Regions from separate parts of the Sus scrofa genome. Here region 1 is linked to region 2. Evidence: chromatin contacts called from public Hi-C data. All regions are on one chromosome and are shown on one strand. Each heading gives the region's core, a stretch centred on a gene start, on an enhancer-like site or on the middle of the called end of the contact. The rest is flanking DNA. Distances are from core to core; before and after follow the strand shown.

Evidence for each region. Hi-C and Micro-C count contacts between places; a contact is called where the count stands out from the background.
Region 1: a Hi-C map of liver shows a contact between it and region 2, with 2.1 times the contacts expected there. The contact joins the promoter of RNF43 here to the enhancer-like site in region 2. A contact is called at or near these places in 1 of 5 promoter capture datasets (fetal liver) and 6 of 47 Hi-C or Micro-C datasets (blood, liver and skeletal muscle).

What each region holds. Positions count from the first base shown.
Region 1 is chr12:34,693,251-34,698,901 of Sscrofa11.1, reverse strand. It overlaps RNF43 (E3 ubiquitin-protein ligase RNF43), which reads left to right and starts at 3,881. Exons shown (of 13, transcript XM_021067274.1): 1 at 3,881-5,019. HSF5 (heat shock factor protein 5) reads left to right here. Exons shown (of 6, transcript XM_003131648.3): 6 at 1-2,671.
Region 2 is chr12:34,639,647-34,645,564 of Sscrofa11.1, reverse strand. RNF43 (E3 ubiquitin-protein ligase RNF43) reads left to right here. Exons shown (of 13, transcript XM_021067274.1): 4 at 3,754-3,828; 5 at 3,941-4,072; 6 at 4,931-5,035. Among named protein-coding and RNA genes, the nearest start is that of SUPT4H1, 13 kb to the right of the region's middle. Within about 2 kb of position 2,629, at least 55 of the 83 cell types and tissues checked have an H3K27ac peak or open chromatin away from gene starts, as enhancers often do. A contact at or near this core is called in fetal liver, liver and skeletal muscle, where this site is marked.

The DNA of each region.
Region 1 (5,651 bases), core at 2,632-5,131, 52 kb before region 2:
CCCAGCATTCTGTTTCAAGAACAAGGCATCCGGACTCGGACCATCCATCACACTCAACAGCCCCTGATTCTTTTATATTAATGGGAGCATTCTTCTATTTTCGTATCTTTCTTTAATTTTAATGATATATTATCATAAATGGTAAGCTTTTGTTAATATATCACTTATTTGATATATCTTCTAAAGAAAAATATTTAACTTGTTTAACGTAATTGTATTTATAAATGCTGGTAGATTAAAAGTTTTAAAGCTTTAAATTTGTATTAATATGGCAGGAGAGAAGGATAAAGGATGCGTATGTAGCATTTTTTATTTTGAAGGGGAAATATACAATGTGTGAAAGAAGCATTAAGAGATTAACACAGTTTTCTTATTTTAGATTTTTACATTCAGTAAGTATAAATTCTCATCTATAAACGATATTGAGTGCAAATTTGGGGAGAAACTAATTAGTAGTCATCTACCAGGAAGTTATGTATGCCATACCTCTGATGTTTTTAATAATTTACATATGGTTTAAGCTTCTGAGAGAATTTTGGATAGTGGGATAGACTATAACATTTTTATCTTATCCCCTCTTTAGGATCCTACATTCAAGTAGTAGGACTGTGGGACTGGTTTTTAGGAGAGGTATCTTGGATGTCCAGTTTCTGTGGTTGAGTCCTCACTTGCTCATCCAATGACAGAAAGAACTTTCTGATTTAAAGTTTTTTTAAATTGACTAGAACTTTCCTATTGGATTCTGCCTCAGTTTTCCTAATAAGCACTGCAGAAACAAAAGGAAAGCCTAGGAATGTGAAACTAATGAAAAAGGAAAGGCACTTAGTGATAGGACATATGTACTATTCTGGTGAGGGTGGGTGTAATAATTCATTTCTTAAATTGCATTGTGCCTTCTCAATGATGTCAGGCCTGAGAAGTATTACAGAGATAGTATTTTTTTTGGAAAAGGATGAGCTCTGTGTTGGTCTGCAGTGGCTCAGTTTAGATATGAAAATAGGTTCTGGTCCATTTGATTAAACTAGTTGATGTCCATGTGATGAGCATTTATTCATCTTTATTAGCAAGATTTAAAAGATAACAGATTATCAAGATTCCTACATCTTTTGGTCAGACTGTGTATTTTGGCAGAGTGCTTGAAGAGGAGACACAGTTTCTAAATGAAGGAACTTTGCCTTTTCTCTGTCATATTGAAAAGCTGATATACTATGTAGGTGATATTCCTTTCCTTAGATATGCCTTTCTTGGCTTTGTATATGTTGAAAGAGACAAGACCTTTCGAAGAACATGTGTCAAGCAGGAACCTTGGCATGGATTTGGTTTCAGTCATTTTAAGGCTTAATTAATGAAATGCCTTTATCAGCTTTCCAAACTTTTTTTTTTTTTTTAATATATGAATACAACAGACCAAGGAGCTGGATCTCCTGCTATACTCACATGCCTGCTACCTATCAACTAAAGCTATCATTACTGACTTGGGCAAAGTGGCAAAAGATAAAATAAAATCTTTGTGTGAATTAGCCAGTAGGGTCTGACACATGCTAACAAGGTTCCTGACTAGCGCCTCGGTATTTGAGCACCTTAAGCACGATAAATTCCAATCAGTCAACAATAAAGTGAGTGTTTCAACTAGACTTGTTGTCTTGCTTGTTTTTACTGTCTGATTAGTGATCAATAGAAACCTCAGTCATTAGGACTATTAATCATAATAGTAGCGTTCCAAAGAGAATGTGCTCTGTTTTTCAAAGAATCTGACTTAAAAAAAAAAAAGTCCTGAGCTTTTTAATTTGCACTTGAATAGAGAGTGAGTCCTTAAAATACCATTAAGGATAAGGACAATTCTTGGACATGTTTATAGAAACCTAGTTTTTTGGAAAAGGATCGAGGTCTTGGGTAACTTTAGTCAATCCAGATGCAAAGGTAGATCCGAAGGGTGATCTGTCTCCTGTGTAAGGTTAGGTGGTAAACATCGGTGAGATGAGCATCTTATGTAGCGATGGCATCTTTGTGATGTCTCTGTAGAAGCTGTGGTCTGTCAATCTGCCAGAGGATAATTTCTCTTGTTTATCAAATCTGGTGACTTTGTTTGTCAATACTGTGTAAATAAACACCATATATGAGTGAACTAAGCTCTACAGAGCTATTTGATTGGATCCTGAGTAGCTCAAGGTATCCAGACTCATGATAATGTATTATCATCATCCTCAGATCTCAGAGTTTCTTCAAGAGAGGGCAACCACATCTGTATTTTCTTCCTTTCAACTAAGTGTCTGCATTAACTCTTAGGTTTGGGTGTCTTTATTCCTTTGCAAGTGTCAAGCAGGAATAGGTGAGGCAATGTCAATTAGTAGGTTACTTTTTGTTTAAAGATATTTTTACATTAATCCAGATACATGATTATGTGTATTTTGCATTATTTATGCTGTGCTCTTATGTGGCTTATATAAAATAAAAATATAAAACCATAGCAGACCTTGAAAATTTTTCTCCAGAAGAATTAGATCTATTCCTGTTCTTTAGGAAAGGAGCTATAAAAGGTCTATACTTGCATTATGTTCTTAAGGTCTAACCAATAAAGAAAAAGTGCTAAATTAAGAATTTACTTTAGAATTTATCTCTCTGCTCTAGGTGCTATTAGGCCTAAAATGCCAAAACTATCCCCATAAACCATCTTCAAAAATTTCTTTTATTAATTTGTTTTGATTGAAGTATAGTTGATTTTAATGTGTTAATTTCTGGTATGCAGCAAAGTGATATATTTGTGTGTGTGTGTGTGTGTGTGTATGTATTTTAAGGTTTTTTTCCATTATAGTTTAATACAAGATACTGAATATAGTTCCCTGTGCTATACAATAGGACTTCTTTATCCATTCATCTGTCAGTGGCCATTTCGTCTGCTTCTGTGTCTTGGCTGTTGTAAATGGTGCTGCTATGAACATTGAGGTACATGTACCTTTTTGAATTAGACCATAAACCCTCTTCAGGGAAAAAATTCTCAAGGCGAATAGGTCACTCATACTTTCTGCTTTCAGAGGCATTATGTCATTTCATCTTTATTTATTTATTTTGTCTTTTTAGGGCTGCACCCATGGCATATGGAGGTTCCCAGGCTGGGGGTCAAATCAGAGCTGTAGCTTCAATCTACATAGCTGACGGCAATGCTGGATACTTAACTCACTGAGGGAGGCCGGGGATCAAACCTGTGTCCTCATGGTTGCTAATGAGATTCGTTAACCACTGAGCCACCGTAGGAACGCCTGTCATTTCATCTTTACATTAGGCCTACAATACAATTATTATTCTCCACATTTTAAAGGTAATCAATTTGTACAGTTCTTTTGTACAAATTAAAAATTATTTTAAATTTTCTCTTATGTGCTTCTTACCACAATTTTAACTGTGCTTTTTTACCGCAATAAGCTCGTGACATCAATCTTAATCGTTTTTAAGTGTAGTGTTAACTACATTCGCATTGTTGTTCATTTGTACAATTTGGAAAGATTATTGGCAGCAGATCACAAATAAAATGTCTGGCCACAATCACATGTAATTTGGTAAATTTGAAAATTCAGATTTTAAAAACGTATTTATTACTTTATATATTGGAAACTTTTGCATTATTTCTAATGTTCGTGAATGTGGTAATTAGCCAAAAATTACTTTTCTTTTTGCCTGTAGTCTTCTTGTTAATATATTTTACCCCTTTGTATTTATGGCATAGACTTACTTGCAGTCTCATTGAAGGTCCAAGTCTAACCCATAGTATTATTTCACCTCTCAAGGATGTGAGGAGAAAATAACAGATTCCAGACCTCTGACATCACCTAATCTAAAAGCTTGGTACTGGCACAGTTTAGAAAAGAGCTACCGAATTTAAATTTGTAAGGGCTGAAGAAAAGCTATGCATAAAATGGACAGAGTTCTTGCCAGAGTAGCAGACATAAGACAGCAATAAATCAGTAAGAACTATAGCACAAGATCACTTTATTCTGGCTTTGGGCATTTATCCACACTAAAACCCGGAAAGAGCAGAAGTCCCCTTGAACTTATATTTATCAAACCTTGTGTCCATTGTTTTATCTTCTGGGTTTTCTTTTCTTTTTTTTTTTTTTTCCTTCTCTTTAGTTCCTCGTACCGCCAGCTAAGTCTCTTGGGTGCAGAATCTGCTTATGTATCTGTTGGAGGGGCCCTGATTTTCCCGTGGTAGCCTGCTTCCTCAGGGAAAGGTGCTGAGGGTTGAACTAGATGCAGTTTGGCTGTGGCTCAATAGAGGGAGTAGAGGAGCTGAGAGGAAAGCGAGCGCGCAGGAACGTGTCTGGTTAAGTAAGTGTGCGTGCACCGTGCCCCAGCCATCCAGGAGGAGGCGGGGCGGGCTGGGGGTGGCTGCCTCTAGCTGCTCCACCCTCACTTTGTGTCAGCAGGTAGAGAGCGTGATTGCAGTCCCAGGGGAGGGAGTCAGAGCTAGAACACCAATTACAAACCACAGGCTTCCTCCTCTAGGGAGTTGATCCAGAATTGTCTTTCTGGAAGGGAAGCACTCGAATCCTTCCGAACTTTCCAAGTCTATCCATGATACAAAGATATTGCCTTCTCCCTCTGGGATTTTCTGTGTTCCTGGTAGTGAATTGTTGCTGATGTATTTGCTACTTTGCTTCTTTTCTCTTTCAAGATTTGATCATTTTTATATGCTGTTCGGGGAGAAAAAGGACTTTTGTTAGAAAGGAGATTTCAGAAATGGTTTTGGATCCTCCATAAGTGTTTTTAGAGTTCTTGGGGACAGTAGCTCTAACCTTGGAGTAAGTTTCTGCCTTTGACCTGCATGGATTATTTTTTCAGGCTGCGGAATTTCTCGGCAACTACCTGCAGTGTGGGGCACTTGGTTTGGTTGCAGAGTGAGAAGGTGGAAGAATGAGCTGTACTTGGTTAAGCAGTTGAAACCTTATTTTGAGCAGGATCTATAAAAGCATAATTGAATTTGTTTCACCCCCGTGGATTCCAGTGGGCCCGACAGCGCAACAGGTTTGCAGATTTCTTTTGAAATTCTTTTTTTCCCTCCCCTCCCTCTGCCTCAGCAAAAGAAAAAGCATCTGTATAACAGGTTCATGTTCAGTTGCTTGGCTTTTCAGCACTTATTCTGAAGACTTAATAAGATTTTTTAACTTGACCTCTGAGCACAGTGGGCTTTGTGGTTGAAGTGCATTTATATTTACTTAAGGGTGCACATTTTGAAATTTTAGAATAAGATTTTGTTTGTACAAAGACCCAAATTCTCAAGTGTGCCTAGAAATAGCACAGATCTACTCTACTCAGGTTTATTTTTACTTTTTCAGGGTGTTCTACTTAAGCGCCTGTAGACTGATCACCTCCCTACTCCCCTATCTTTTATTCCCCACCCCCTCAAGGAATTTGAAAACGTGTTAGGAATAGCCCTTTGTTTTACTTATGGACCTAGAAAATTACAGATTATAAGATCTGGATAATAAAGTCGTTTGCAAAAGCATCTCATGGGAAATCAAGGTGCTTGGCATTCTCAAGCAGGAGAATAAAAGCCGGAATCCCTAAGAGAGAAAGGAAAATAAAGACAGAAATATGAATTTCAACTGGGAAAAATAATTGGAAAGCTAAGCTGTTCAAATATTCTTCTAATTATG
Region 2 (5,918 bases), core at 1,380-3,879:
ATTACCAAGGCTTGCATCATAGAGTCGAGATGAGGGTTGAGGAGACGGGGCAGATGGAGGCTCTCGGCCGTGTATGCCGAGCACACAGCAGTCACTCAGTAAACAATTGCAGTTATGGCTCTTGTCCTTGTCGTTGGCATCACAGCCTGTGCTTTCAAAGTCAACAAGGTTGGTCTTTTTCGTTTACTGTCGCCTCTCTCGATCTTCTCTGAAACCCTCACCATAATTCTTTTGGACTCTTTCATTCTTGCCAGCACCATCTCCTTCCTCCCCCGACCCAGCCGCCCAGATGGGTTTCCGTTTCTGTATTGGCTGTTTCACAGCCATCTTTGTGATTACCCGGGCCCTTATCACCTCGTGCCTGGACTGGAGCAGTGGCCTTTGCCTGGTGGAAGGAGCTGGCTCTGGAGGCAAAAATGGGCATAAGCCCTGCCTCTCAGACCCTAGAGGCCACTCCCTGTTAACCAGCTAGTCGGAAGGCCAAAGTTTGGGGTGGGAATTCTGCCTCCGCTGCCGTGTGATCCTGGGCAAGTTGTTCGGTCTCTCCGAGCCTCGGTTTCCTCAATTCAAAAGTGGGGCTGATGACAGTCTTTATAGAGTTGTTGTAGGGAGTCAATGAAATCACCTATGCAAAGCACCTAGTGATAGCGGCTCTAATAATAACTAACACTTAAGGAACACCTACTGTGTGCACCATTATAAGGCTTTACATGGATTAACTTATTTGGTCTCTAAACAGCCCTGTGAAGTAGGTCTTATTAGAACCCCTAGTATACAGAAAGGAAAATGAAGGCACAGAGCAATTGGGTGACTTGCCCAAAGTCACAGTTGAGAGCAGATTTAGGACTCAGACCTAAGCAGTCTGGGCAGAGGGAGTCTCAGGAAAGGCTGTACCCCTTCTTCTTCCTCCTACCCTTGCTTTCAAGCCCAGATGATCCCACCTCTTCTACTGAAACTTCCCTAACTGGCTCGGCCCATCTAGCTCCCTAGGAACGGAACGCTCTCCCTCCCGGCGCACTGCCAGGGTCCTGCCCATGCTTTTCACACCAGGTTTCACAGAGGTGCCTTGGTTGGGGCAGGAGGGGGGGGGCAAGCAAGAAAGGAGGGGGAGCCAAGTGTCCTTCTTATCCCCATTCCCACCCTCGACCTCAGTTCACTTTTATCTGTTTTGTATTGTAGATTTGTGTCAGCTTGTGTGCATGCATGTGTGTGTGGGGGGGGAAGGGGTGACACAGGAATGGAGGGAAGGGCTTTCGGCATCGAGAAAAAGTTTGGAAATGACTGGTCTCCTTCATTCACTTGTACTCTAAAATGTTGTTATCAGCACTGTAATTTTGTGTATGGGCCTTGTCTCCACAGCTAGATTATGAGCTGTTCTGGAGGGCTTGGCCTTCCCTGGCTCAGTGCCCTGGGCACAGTGGGTGCTCAGCCAATCTCCAATGAGGAGGAGATACACAGCGGCTGTCACTGTGTCTGCAGAGGAAAACCTAAGGCTCAGGGAAGAGCAGAGCGGAGTGCAGAGGCCCTGGGATGCACTGGCTTCCTGCAGCCGGCCTGGTGCTCTCAGAGGGCTGGCTGACTCTCTGGGTTGTCTTTCAAAAGCCCGTTCTTCCAGTCTGGAGGACCTGCCATCCTCTCCGGTTCCCAGATTCTAGTCTCTGAAGAAGTGCTTCTTCTCCTCCATGCCTCTTGTTGGGGTGCAGGTGGCCTGGAGGGCAGCGTGGAGGGCCCGGGGGCTGGGCAGCCATCTGGCCCCACCTCTTGCTTTTTGATTCCTAGAACTCTGGACCCAGGCACCCACTGCCTGAGAGTCCTGTTGGTTTCCCCTGTTGGCCAACCCTCTTTCTTTGATCGCTTTTACAACTTTGTAATTATGGGCTGTAATGGGCTGGGGTGTTTGAACGTCAGGGTAATTACTTTCCACTGTTCCTACCCCAGTCCTTCAAAGAGAGAGGGGTGGGGGAGTAAGAACGTCTCCAGAGAAGAGAGTCTGGGCCCTGCCCTTCTGCTCTTTCCAGGCCGGCCTGGGTCCAGGGCCTCCCTCTGGGGATGAGAAACATGAGACCCTGGTGGCACTGTGTTCTGTGCCTCCCGGGGTGACCTCCCCACCCCTTGGCCAAGTCCAGGACTGTGACTTTAGCCATGGGAGTCCTTCTCCTTTTCCCCTGGGGCTGCTCCCCTGCCCTGCTTTGGAGGTCTCGGGAGATTGGAGAGCTTTCTTTTTTCCTTATCTACCCAGGGGCAGGGTAGACTTTCTGGGGGTAAGTGGGCTCCAGGAGGTTGAAGCCCGTGACCTCTCCATTTCTGCCGCGATTCCATTCTGGAGTCTGTGAATTTCCAGGCGAAGAGCCTGGCGAGCCTGGGCCTGGGCTGGGCCTGGGTGCTGGGAGAGGGCCTGGCCCAGATCCTCAGGGAAGGAGGAGGGAAGAGGGGGGTTACCCTCCTGAACGAAACAGGCCCCACCACCCTGCCGGGGCTCCCCTGCCTGAGGCTGCCTGTTCTGAGGGGCCCCCTGCCCCCTGCCGCTCCCTGGGCAGCGGGGAGCAGGGAGCGGGAGCAGGAGCCGCTCCCCTGGCCTGCCTGGCAGGAGACCTGCCCCAACAGGCTCTCCCCGGGAAGGGAAGCAGAGATCAAAGCGCTGGGAGTGTGAGTCAGGCCGGCACTGGCTCCTCTTCCTGCCACCACTACTTGCAGGAGGATTAACTCCTTCAGTGCCTGCAGGAAGGCCCCAAAGACTCGGCAGGCCCCCAAGGGCCTGAGGTCCCAGCCTGCTGCCTCTGCTCGGTGAGCCTCTGCCCTAGGGAGGGGGCTGGATGGAGAGCGTCCGCGCTGGCGGCGGTGTGGCGGGGAGGCCGAGCGGCGGCTGGAGAAGGTCTGTCTGTTGGTCCTTTGCCCTCGTGCCTCCACCGCACCCTCGGCTCTTATCTCTCTTCTCTTACCCCACACCCAGAGCCCCTGGATTGCGGCTGCTTGTTCTCTTTCTGGCTCTGCTCTGCCTGGTTGACTGGAATCTCTCGGAGCCTGGGCGCGCACGCACGCGCGTGCCCATGTGCATAGTTGCGGCCTTGTGGGGACAGCCCCGGGGTCCCTCCCATCCCTTGGGGGAGGCGGTGAAGGATAAGGCCCTGGACAGGGGCTCCATTAAGTCCTTGAAGTGGAGCCAGAGAGAGAGTTGGCAAATCAAAGTGGGGCAGGGAGAGAGAGCTGGGGAGGTGGGCTGAGCCTGGGACTGTGGTAGATGCCTTGAGTGGGAGCCGCGTCCCAGGCTCACGGACCTTGGCCTGAGCCGGGGTGGGAGTCGGGGGTGGCGGGATGATCAGGCAGGGCTGGACCCTGGAAAGCCCAGCTGGGTTCTGAAGGGGCGCTCTCCCTCTCTGCTTCCCTCTCTGTACTGGGGACGGGTCACCCCCTCCCCACGCCCTGGGGGCTGCCGATCAGTCCTCACTCTCTGTTCTCACACTTCTAATTGAAGGCAGACGGGGCTCCGGACAGCAGGGGCTGGGTCTTATTTGTCCTTAGGCCTAGAGCCTGGTCCACCACCTGCGAAGGGTTTGCTCCATTACAAAAGGAATGGGGTCCTTGAAGCAGGACCTTGGTGAGCTCAGGGCGGGCCAGGGGAGCTTAATCCCACTGACCCCTTGCTCGTGGTGTATGTGTGAGTGTGCAGAGATGTGGCGTGTGCAAAAGCCTCCCAAGGGAGGGATGGGCTGTGTCCTCTGACCCCCGTTGGACCTCCGCTGTGTGTCTCTGCAGGCCCGGATGGCAGGTGAGCGAGGAGCCAGCGCTGTCCTCTTTGACATCACAGAGGATCGAGCCGCTGCGGAGCAGGTACCTGGGGACATGGGGTGTTTGAGGAGGGGGCTGGACAGAGGAAGAGAAAGATACCAGGGGAGGAGAAGTCAGGACCCAGCCGCCCTTGGGGGCACTTTCCTTCCTGCAGCTGCAGCAGCCCCTGGGCCTGACGTGGCCAGTGGTGTTGATCTGGGGCAACGATGCTGAGAAGCTGATGGAGTTTGTGTACAAGAACAGAAAGGCCCACGTGAGGATAGAGCTGAAGGAGCCCCCAACCTGGGTAAGCCCCTCAGTTCTCCAGCCCCAGCACCTGCTCTCACCCCCGCCTTTTGCCGAGGCAGCTCCCACTGAAAGCCCTAGACTCCTGGAGCCAAAGAGACCTTAGAAGTCCTCTAGTCCAACTCGCTGTGCCCGCTGTGCTCGTCTAGGCAAGTTTCTTCCCCTCTCTGGGCCTCATCTACAGCATGAACAGTTGTAGAGTCGTTTTTGTTGTTGTTGTTTGCTTTTTCCTTTTTATTTTAGGGCCGCTCCCATGGCATACGGAAGTTCCCAGGCTAGGGGTTGAATCAGAGCTATAGCTGCCAGCCTACACCACAGCCACAGCAATGAGGATCCAAGCCGAGTCTGCGATCTACACCACAGCTCTAGGCAACACTGGATCCTCAACCCACTGAGCAAGGCCAGGGATCGAACCTCCGTCCTCATGGATACTAGTCGGGTTCTTTACCACTGAGACACAGTGGGAATTCTAAAGTCATTTTTCAGCACAGTGGTTTCCTGGCATAGAGTAGCAGAGCCAGACTGAAGCCTTGGTCCCCTGGCCCCTGGCTGGTGTTTCTCCTGGACTTAGCCAGCTGCTCACTGGGCCGCCCCCACCTTGCAGGGGGTCACTTTCCCCGTTATCCCAAGGTCTTCAGGTGGTACCTCTCAGGGCTGACATCTGGAGGACCCTCCCCTGTGAGTGCCTGGGGACAGGGCCCACCTAACTCCCCGGCAGGTTCCTCTCCACCGCGTCCCCTTTTCTGAAAGGCTCCAGGGGCCCCCTGTTCTCCGTGTGTCCTGGGCTGCTGTGCTTCTCCCAGGGTGCCCCTGCTCCTTCCAGAAGTATGACCCTTTCCCTCTCTGCTCGCGCCCCCAGCCAGATTATGATGTGTGGATCCTCCTGACGGTGGTGGGCACCATCTTTGTGGTCGTCCTGGCCTCGGTGCTGCGCATCCGGTGCCGCCCCCGCCACAGCAGGCCGGTGAGCTGGGTGGGCTCCCTGGGGAGGTGGGCGAGGGTACGTGTGGGGGATGGTGGGGAGCAGGAAGGCAAAAGTGAAGAAGGAAAGAGCCTGCATGCCCATGAAGTAGTTTATACCAAAAGGCCCCGGCAAATGACTGTTCATTTCTAGCAGCCTCTCTCTGTGGGTGCCCTCGTTTGTTCATTCATTAGACAAACAGGGTGAGCTCCTGTTATGTGCCAGGCACTGGTCCAGGTTTGGGGGATAGCATAGTGAGCAAAAAGGCAAAAGGTCCCTCCCCTGAGAAGCTTTCATTCTATGGGAAAGAGACAGACAATAAAAAAATTAATAAGTAAAATATATAATTATGTATTTATTTATTTGTTTTCTGCTTTTTAGGGCTGCAGGTGCGGCATATGGAAGCTTCCAGGCTGGGGGTTGAATCAGAGCTACAGCTGCTAGGCTACACCACCGCCACAGCAATGCAAGATACAAGCCATGTCTGTGACCTACACTGCAGCTCATGGCAATGCCAGATCCTTAACCCACTGAGCAAGGCTAGGGATCAAACCCACATCCTTACAGATACTAGTTGGATTTGTTTCTGCTGGGCCACAATGGGAACTCCCTATAATCCTTTAGATGGTGGTATATGCCAGGGAGAAAAATAAAGCAGAAACGGGGAGAAAGCGCAAAGGGGACAGGGTTAATTTTTTGTTGTTGTGTTGGTCTTTTTAGGGCTGCACATACAGCATATGGAGGTTCCCAGGCTAGAGGTCAAATCAGAGCCACAGCCACAGCAACTCCAGATCCGAGCTGCATCTGTGATCTGCTCCACAGCTCATGGCAACACCAGATCTTTAACTCACTGAGCGAGACCAGGGATCGAACCTCCATCCTCATG